Linked DNA regions of Zea mays: region 1 is linked to region 2. A link is a contact called in public Hi-C data. All regions are on one chromosome and are shown on one strand. Each heading gives the region's core, a stretch centred on a gene start, on an enhancer-like site or on the middle of the called end of the contact. The rest is flanking DNA. Distances are from core to core; before and after follow the strand shown. Region 1 holds the start of LOC100273561. Region 2 holds the start of LOC100194061 (nucleoporin p58/p45).

Region 1 (5,055 bases), core at 1,808-4,307, 180 kb after region 2:
AATTTATGGAATTAAAATGATACGGAAAATGTCTATAAATCTAACAATACTTACTCACTACTAATGGATTGTTAATACTTCTAATAGGCGTGTATTGTTTTCACAGACATGTTGTTATTCAGTCAGAGTCAGCTTTCATGAACGATTCAAACTCTCCAGCGCATCGAAAACATAATCGCAGCTCATTAGCATGCTCTGTCGAAACAAAACTCTAGAGCAGAACAGAGGCAGTTAATTAAAGTACCACAAGCTCCGAGATTATCTCCTGTTCGGTCTGTACTCGAGGTCACAAATCACAAGCCTCGAGGAAGTGTTGAGAGCGCCTGTTGCATGTGTCTAGCCGTCTAGCTAGTAGCTAGTTGGATAGACACAGTTTCCTAGTAGGCTAGAGCATCCGGGGCCATCTGTGCATGTTCCGATGTTCACGCTCCTGAGCTCGACATTTTAGTATTTTACAGGTCAACCGACCCATTTCATCACCGCACTGTTCCCGAAGCAGTACAATGAATGAATGAATGATCCATAAGAACATCATGTATACGGGGACAAAAGGTTCAGAATTATCACCACTTCTGACACGATGGAATGAGTGACGTTATCTCACATGGTGCAGCGGAAGGATAACTGTATGAGAGATGGGCATACATAGCTGTCCTATAATAATGCGAGAAATTTGAAGCAACAGGGGGATCCAGGGCAACCAACAATGCGTTGTGCCAGCCTCACATTTCCGCGATCCGGAACCCTTTTTCTCCAGCATTCACGCCCCCGGTGCAAAGATCTGTGAGGGGACCGAAAGCTGTGAATTGCTCTCTCTCTCTCTCTAGGTTTCAGAAAACAGTGGGCTCAGGGAGGTAGGGAGCAGGGAGTGGATCGACAACACAACAGGCCACTGGAAATTATTCATGCCATCTGTGCCAGACCAGAGACGCTTGGGTTGCATTGCAGGGCAGGACAAGCGGGGAGATTTACAGTCCTTCCCCCATGTGCACCTCCAAGTACATTTGCAAACGGAGAATCACTGCACATGGGAGAAGCGGTCAAGATTTAGGTTGGAGAAATGGAGACGCAGATGCAAAGCTAACAGACTCCTGTGACTGTAAGCAGTGGCCCCAGTGCCCTGCACACATCCCCCCTACTGAGACATAATTGAGGAGTAAATGAAAACTGAGAAGGGCACTGGAAAGAAGAAGAAAAAACTCGCTCTCCACCATTGATACACCGCCTGGATCTATGTACAGTTACAGCTTGTTGCAAGGAAAGGTGCGAGGGAACCCCTCCGACAGCCATGGCGATATGGCCGTTTCTCGCAAATGGTTTCTGCCAGCTCCGCTCTTCGTCAGACAGGCTCCCGTCGTCTCGTTGCTGAACCCTGACTCGGAAGCGCGCGGTTGTGCTGCCCCGGTCGTCGTCTCACCTCACTGATTAGTTATTGTCCTTCACTACCCTAATGTACAGTTAGAAAGAGAGAGAGAGAGCGAAACATGGTCTCGCACACAGCAATTCACACATAGGTCTCACAAAACTTCCCATCCATCCTGTTCTGGACTGCCTTGATCGCCGCCACTCGAGCGGCCGTGGCCGCCCTGTTCGCGGCCATTACCGCCCTGTGGACCTGCTCATCAACTCTAGGCAAGCGAAACGCGTTCTCTGCAGCTCGCTGTGCAGCCTGGGTGGGAGGACAAAGAGGAACGCGCAACGGCCACTGTTAAGATTTACGGAAGGTGGGTGGATTTTAGCCGCACAGGAAAACCGCTGTCTGTTTTACCTGTACGGCTCGCTGGACAGAAGGATCGGCCGGGGGCAAGGGGGTCTTGAGCGTCCCAGAATCCCAGTCCCCCGATCGCTTGTCGCCGTTCCGGAACGTGTACATCCCGAATCCCTGCTTCTTGCCTTCGTGCCACGAGCCTTCGTAGCAGTGGCCGTTGGCGAAGCTGTAGACGCCGAAGCCGTGGATCTTGTCCCCGAAGTACTCGCCCGCGTAACGGTCACCGTTTCTGGAACAGATTTGAGCAGCGAGACCGGTAATTAGCGACCCGAGGGTTCGCGGTTCAAGCGATTGCCGAGGAATTTTTTTTTCGGTAAGCGCTCACCTGAAATGGTAGCTCCCGAGGCCGTGCTTGACGCCGCACTTGAACTCCCCGACGTAGGAGCTGCCGTCGGAGCAGGTCTGCGCGCCGATGCCGTGGCTCTGGCCGCCGGCCCACTCGCCCGCGTAGCAGTCGCCGCTGTAGAAGCGGTAGACGCCGTGGCCGTGGCGGAGCCCCTGGCGGTACTGGCCGCGGTACCGGCTGCCCCGCGCCCAGCTCTCGACGCCGTAGCCGTCGTACTTGCCGTCGACCCAGTCGCCCTCGTACTTGCCCTTGCCGAAGAAGTTGTACACGCCGCTGCCGTTGCAGTTTCCCTTGTGGAACTCGCCCTCGTAGCAGTCCCCATTGCTGTAGAACTCGACGCCCTCGCGCACGACGCGGCCGTGCGGCGCCGCGGCGGCCTTGTCCGCCCGCTTCTGCGGCTTGTCGTCGTCGTCCCCGATGAACCACTGGACGGAGCCGGAGCCCGGCGAGCGGCGCAGGCGTCCCCGGAGCAGGCGCGCGGCCCCCGCGGCGGCGGCGAGCGCGGCGGCCGCGGACGCCGCGAGGAGGGCGAGGTGGCGGCCGTCGCCGCCGCGGAGGAGGAGGAGCAGGGGCAGGAAGGCGAGCGGGAGCACGAGGACGAGCAGCGGGTGGTTGGAGCCGCCGCCGGGGTGGAAGTGGTGGGGCGGAGGCTTGGGGTGCGCCTGTGCCTTCTTGTCGTCGGGCTCCGGGTCCTCGACAACCACGGCCTGGAACGAGGAGCAGTTGCGCACCGTTGGCGAGCGCAGCAGCGAGGACGGCGTCCGCGTCAGCTTGCCGGCTCCCGTTCCGCCGCCGTGGACGTCCATCCCTCGTCGACGCCGCTCTCCGGCTCCTCGATCTCTGGCGGATCTCCGTCTCAAATCACTAGAGCAGACGCGCGGAGCAAGCGGGGCAGGCAGAGGATGGCAGATCGACGGGAGCAGAGCGGGAGTGGGTGGAGCGGAGAGAAGAGAGGACGGGGCGGAGGGGTCTCTTATAACCACCGCGGGTGGGATGGGAAGGGGAAGGCGGAGCCAGGGAGGTGAGGTGTGACCAGCTCCGCGTGCGCAGCGCAGACCGTCCCGTCCCGTCTCACTGCCGCGTGGGCCCTATCGGCGGGGTATGTTGGCGCTTCCTGCGCCGCGGCCCGGGCGGGTGGTCTCGCGGTCGCGGCTAACGGACTTTGTTTGGTTGGCCTGGGCGGGAGACGCGCGCGGAGGGGTTGGGCTGTGGGAGCTTGGCCGCTCTCTGGTGGCGCTTGGCCGCTTGCGCAGACTGCACACCGCACAGGCTGCAAGCCGGGAAGAGAAGACGAGGGGAGGGGAGGCTGTCAGTGGGTCGAGGTGGCGCCCACCGAATTCGGATCTGGCAATAGAGGGAGCGAAGGAGGCGTCGTTTTGTGCGGTGACGTGAGTGTGTCCAAGCTTTGGGCACGTGTCGCCGGGTGCTTTTTTCCTAGTCCGGGACCAGGCCGGCGCGGGCAACGGATTGGTGGTTGCCGGGTTGGGCTGGGGACCCTACGACAGAAGGTAGCCTTTTCATTTTTACATTAAAAGCAAAAAAAAAGTAAAACTATACCTCACAACTGAACTTGTAGAAATAGTTATTTTCCGATCCATCAATAAACGATCCTAATTATAAATAACATTTAAACTTTTCCGTATCAAGATCCTAGAGGCATAGGTGTACATTTGTGCTATGCCTAATAGGCCGACCCAAAACACATAATTTCTGGCACGGTCCATACCTGACACGGCCCAATCTAATTGTGGGCCTGGGCCGGCACGGCCCACATTAGCCGTGCCTGGGCCTCAAGTCAAGCCCATGGGTCGGCCTGACACGACCCATTTAACTAAGGCCCACCGAGACCCACTAAATATAGACTCAGTATTTAACTAAGGTCCATTAAAGTCTACATGACTAGCATAACTTGGAGAATCTAGAGCTTCAATAAGCTATCGAGAACTAATACCTAGATATGGATAGTGAATAGTGATGATGATCATTGTATATGTATTTTGTATGAATGTATAGTACTCAATTAAACACTAAACAAATAACTGAATATTATTTGTGAGCTATTTGTAATATTTTTTCTTTCTAACCAAAGCTTTATAATGTGCTTCCCAAAACATCTTAGTTTTATTTTGGTCATATATATATTTTATATTTTTGTTGATATATTACTATTGTATGTACATGGGCCGGTCTGGCACATTAAGGTATTTTGTGCTATTTGAGCCAGCATGACACACATAACTAATTGTGGGCCGTGCCGTGGGCCGATGACTGAGCACACGTGCTGGCACGGCATAGCCCATAATTAGATATGTGCTTTTGTAGGTCGTACCTTTGTGTGTCGTGCTTTTGTGGACCTGTGCCGTGCCGGACCTGGCCGGCCCACATGTACATGTATACCTAGAGGACTTAGGCCCCATTTGGATTCACTCATTTTTAAGAGCTTCGTTTGATAAGCTTACTTAGCTACTGAGAAAAGTCATTTATTGAAGAAGCTTGAAAAAAGCCAACAGTCTGGTATAGCTTCTCACCATCCTGCTCAACAGCTTAAAAGGCGCGTGTGACGACTGCGAAAATGGAGGAGCAGGAGCTGTCGTCGGTGGCTGCGGCAGGTGCCCGACGCCAACGACAGGGGAAGCTAGCGAGCGGCGCCGGTGGTGAAGGGAGGCGCGACGCTGGCGGCCGGGGAGGTGATTGCGGCAGCGACGAGAAATGTGTGCCCAGCGTTAATGGCAGGGGAAGCTAGCGAGCGGCGGCGGTGGTGGAGGGAGGTGCGACGCTGGCGGCCGGGAAGGTGCGGCGTTGGCAATGGGGATGTGTGGCGCTGATGATAGGGGGCAAGGGGAGGCGTGCTATCGGTAGTGTGCAAACTCGGTAGAGAAGAGGCGCGCGTGGGGCAAAAAAAAAAAAAAAAAAAACCACTAGAGAAGCCGCTCGGTGGTGG
Region 2 (4,879 bases), core at 966-3,465:
CATGACATAACTAAACCATTAGAACAAGCCTATATCTAATAGACTTATATGATAGATCACATATTTGTGGAAAGTGGAGAAGGTTTAATCTTTCAGAAATTCACCTAACAAAGAAATGGAAGAGGGTTTTGAAGTCTGCAGTTGTCGGGGGGTCAGGGGACACTATATCAAAGATATAGATCACTAACTCATGAACCTTAAAATTCATAGAAGGTCTACAGGTGACTCTTGTCTGTTTGCAATGATATAACAAATTCTAGAAAAATACTTTGTGCTCTTTCAGAATGCCTATCATGCTATCAGCCAAGACTACAGTGATTTCTGGATTGTGGAGCGTGACAAAAACAATCAATCATGCACTAAAAGCTAAGAAAATCTAGTAAAGGTGAAGATCCTGATGAAATATCCGAACCTGAACAATCCGACTTGCATCAAGCTCAAAATTTACATTTGAGATTGAGGAGTCATAAAGGCGACTGCACTGATCCAACCTCTCACACTCGTCTCTGTAGTCTCGTACCTTGTCCCTGCAAAACCACAGTTAAGGAAGAAAAACATCATGGAAACAATTTTGTTGGGGGTCTTCTTCTCCGCCGAAGGTCGTCTAAGCAAAAACACCTTCGTCGGGACAGTACAAGGACAGATGTGATATGAAGATATAAGCCGAAGCTACAATTAGAAGAGCTTAGGTTTGGTGTCATGCTAAAGACGAAGGACGATACCGACTTAAAGAGGAAAAGACTGTATGGTCCTTGCTAGTCTATATTATGATCATAATTAGTTATCAGGGACACAAATGTAATTTTGTCCGGGCTGCGTCACGTGCCTATAAATAGATGAACAGTACACATGCACTGTTCATGCTGCATTGTAATTGTTCCCGCGTCCCTCACATTATCACCTTCTGTTGAAACGAAGGTATCAATAAAGCATAAATATTATGAGCATTTATTTATGTTTATAAAGTGAAATAAGAATGTTAATAATCCATTTCTATGCTGCCATTATTTACATTCTTATATGTTTTATGTCTTTTTATATGTATTCATTTATCGAGATGATGAAGATATGACCTTCGTCCAAAAATCATTATATCCGAAGGGAAATAATGTTTCGAAGGACGAAGGTCCTTATCCATTAACGATTGTGTTGCTTTGTTATTGGTGTATAGCATTCGAGAAGAAGGACCATCAAATTTATAGTGCACAACTGAAACATCAAATGCTCCAATAAACCCAATGTATGCAACATATTACAAAAAATGGAGAGGAACTGCAAGCCCTTGACCATTGAGGCTAAGACTCTGAGGATTGCCTCGAGAACATCAAACACAACATAAGCCCACCCTCAACAGAAAATCTAATCATGGAATACAAGATGTATCATTCCGTCCAGAAACCAAAACTTTACTACAATGGAAAATGGCAGCAGCCTCAAATTTAAAAAATAGCCCCATGTAGGAAGAGAACAGGCTGAACAGCTTAGATACGTCATCTACCAATACCTTCAATTTAAATCACACTCATTTCACCGTAAAGAATCAATCGGGAGCACATTCCACTAATTTGGCCTAGTAATCATGTACTTCTGCTAATTGGGTGGAGCAATTCTAGTTGTGGGTCTAAATCGACAATGAGTTCCATGATTCCATCTAAGCAATAACCGCGCTCCTTTGCAAGAAAAGCAGACAAGGGAAAAGTAAATATTCAGAGGAAGAACCCTACTCGATCTGGAGCAAAGCCTTCTGCGACTCGGCGTGCAGCTCCTCCCACTTGGTGTTGTACCCAGCGGGTTTCATATCCGTCGTGTACAGCATCAGCTTCTGATGCTGTGGCTGCGGCTGCTGAGGTTGCGCCGCCGGCGCCACCTGCTGCTGTGGCTGCTGCTGCGGCTGCGGCTGGAAGCTGAACTGGAACGGCGAGGGCGATAGGGACGGCGCCTGTGAGGTGGCCGGAGTCGGCGTCTGAAACGGATTCGGCGCCGCCGGCGTCTGAAAGGGGTTGGACGCAGCTGGCGTCTGGAAGGGATTCGACGCAGCCGGCGTCTGGAAGGGGTTCGGCGGCGAGGCGAAGGAGAATGCCATTGCCGCGCGCGGAGACGGAGAGGTCGGCGCCGGCGATGTCGACGGCGATGACGATGGCGGAAAGTAGTGGGCTCTTGCTGGGCCGGCGCACGACGGGCTCGGCGAGCTCTTTAAACCCTGGAACTAGAAAACCGGAAGCCGATGCCCTTGGCCCCCTTACCTTAAAGGGTTTTTTAAATTTGTGCCTTCAGTTTTGGTGGTATGCTTATTTATACCCTTAATCGTGTTTTTCTCAGTTGTGCTCTTCCAATGCTATAGAACAGAAGGACACAGCTGAGAAAAAACACGACTAAAAGTATAAGTAAGCACACTACCAAAACTGAGGGCACCAAATTAAAAAACCCCTACTTTAAACTCTAAAAGTTATATTACTCATTAGTATAAAAAGGTACTGAAGTTTAGACCTTCTATGTCTGAATTACTGAATTACTAATTTCTGAATCCTACGTTTTTTATGTTTTTAACTAATTTCTGTAGAATTCCTATGCCATTTTCCCAGTATCCTGCGTCCGATCCAGGTTTACAAAATTGTCTCGGGTAGAAAAACTGTTACTCACTGGTAACGGTTTACCGCCGTTAAACCGGTGAAAACTAGTAAAAACCGGTCGGTACCAATTCAAATAAATTTGAATTCAGACCGGTTTACCGGTGAAAAACGACGAAAAACCACTCTAAACCGTCGGTTTACCACGAAACGAACCAGTTTCGCTGTTTTTACATAAAATGGAATTTTTTGACAGAATTTATTTATAATTTGCTCAATTCACATTGCACGGTAAATATTAATTGATCCACAAGAGATGTGTTCACCAAAATAACATACAACAAATATATGCAACCACAAACTCCAGTTCTTATGCAACAAACAACCAACGAACTTCGCAATACTCAAATACAAGTTCTTTTACAACTCTCCAACGAGGCAACGACACGTAGGTCAAATTATTTCACAATATTCACATGTTCGACTCAAATCATAGTGATAGTACTCGGGCCTGTTGGAAGGATCGTGATATTGTTCTAATCTGTCATAGTGATAGTGATAGGTCTATACAAAAGATATGATACACATTAGCGAGAAAACCAAAACGACAAATAAATACTTATCCACAAATAAAAAACATACTGGCATGTGTGTTTGGTGTTTGCGTATTGCATGTGCACCTCACCAAGTGTTGGACTTTTCTTTTGATGTCACACCCGGTTTTAAGAGACAAAGCCGGGTGCATCTCATACATGCGCCAAAGAAGACAACATATATAATAACAGAGTGTATAGAGATAAATGTCACAATAATCAGAGTACTTATTACATAGCGGAAGACTTACAAAAATAAAAGATAAATATAACATGATCTAAAATCCATCCTTGGCGCGGAAAGTCAACTGGGAGACACCACCTAGATCGAATCGAACTCCTCGATACGTGGCTCCACTTGAACCACCTGTTCTTCTCCTGTGGGCGGTGTGAGACAGTAAGGGTGAGTTCACACATGATCATAGCTCAACAAGTTGTGGGGAACCAGTGGCATGAACTCACCAAATGTGGGAGTTCATGTGATGTGTAAGGCTAATCAACAACATGGGTTAAAGCTGAGCATTGCTTTTAAGTAGTTGGTCAAAATTTTATTAGCAATTACTAGATATAAGTAAATACCAAACATTAATAAAAATAATAGAACAAAATTAATAAATAATCCCATGCAATGTGTCGGGGACCATAATTAGGGGTACCCCCAAGACTTCTAATCTCAGCTGGTAACCCCCACCAACACAAAGCTGCAAAGGCCTGATGGGTGCGATTAAGTCAGGGCTCGGTCCACTCAAGGGACACGATCTCGCCTCGCCCGAGCCCAGCCTCGGGCAAGGGCAGCCGACCCTGGAGGATTCACGTCTCGCCCGTGGCCCCCTCAAGCAACGGACACACCTTCGGCTCGCCCGAGGCCCAGTCTTCGCCAAGAAGCAACCTTAGCCAGATCGCCACGCCGACCGACCGTATCGCAGAAGCATTTAATGCAAGGATGGCCTGACACCTTATCCTGACGCGCGCCCTTCAGTCGACAGAGCCGAAGTGACCGCAATCACTTCGCCGCTCCACTGACCGGCCTGACAAGAGGACAGCGCCACCTGCGTCGCTCCGACTGCTATGCCACTCGACAGAGTGAGGCTGACAGCAGCCAAGTCCGGCTTCGGGCGCCATAGGAAGCTCCGCCTCGCCCGACCCCAGGGCTCGGCCCCCGTCTCGGCCTCGTACGACAAACTCCGCCTCGCCCGACCCAGGGCTCGGGCTCGGCCTCGGCTCCGGAAGACGACGAACTCCGCCTCGCCCGACCCAGGGCTCGGACTCGGCCTCGGCTCCGGAAGACGACGAACTCCGCCTCGCCCGACCCAGGGCTCGGACTCAGCCTTGGCTCCGGAAGACAACGAACTCCGCCTCGCCCGACCTCAGGGCTCGGACTCAGCCTTGGCCTCAGACGATGGTCTCCGCCTCGCCCGACCCGGGGCTCGGACTCGACCACGACCTCGGAAGACAGACTCTACCTCGACCTCGGAGGAGCCACCGCCTCGCCCGACCCAGGGCTCGGACCGACCACGTCACAGGGGGGCCATCATTACCCTACCCCTAGCTAGCTCAGGCTACGGGGAACAAGATCGACGTCCCATCTGGCTCGCCCCGGTAAACAGATAATGATGGCGCCCCGCGTGCTCCATGACGACGGCGGCTCTCAGCCCCTTACGGAAGCAAGGAGACGCCAGCAAGGACTCGACAGCCCCGACAGTTGTCCTTCCGCAAGGC

What was found. Hi-C and Micro-C count contacts between places; a contact is called where the count stands out from the background.
Region 1: a Hi-C map of bundle sheath shows a contact between it and region 2, with 4 times the contacts expected there. The contact joins the promoter of LOC100273561 here to the promoter of LOC100194061 in region 2. A contact is called at or near these places in 4 of 25 Hi-C or Micro-C datasets (bundle sheath, ear, endosperm and 1 more).

Annotation. Positions count from the first base shown.
Region 1 is chr7:130,367,477-130,372,531 of Zm-B73-REFERENCE-NAM-5.0, forward strand. It overlaps LOC100273561, which reads right to left and starts at 3,058. Exons shown (of 3, transcript NM_001147979.2): 1 at 2,094-3,058; 2 at 1,769-1,997; 3 at 987-1,669. The coding sequence starts at 2,920. The coding sequence ends at 1,505.
Region 2 is chr7:130,185,957-130,190,835 of Zm-B73-REFERENCE-NAM-5.0, forward strand. It overlaps LOC100194061 (nucleoporin p58/p45), which reads right to left and starts at 2,216. Exons shown (of 6, transcript NM_001139117.1): 1 at 1,725-2,216; 2 at 413-527. The coding sequence starts at 2,083.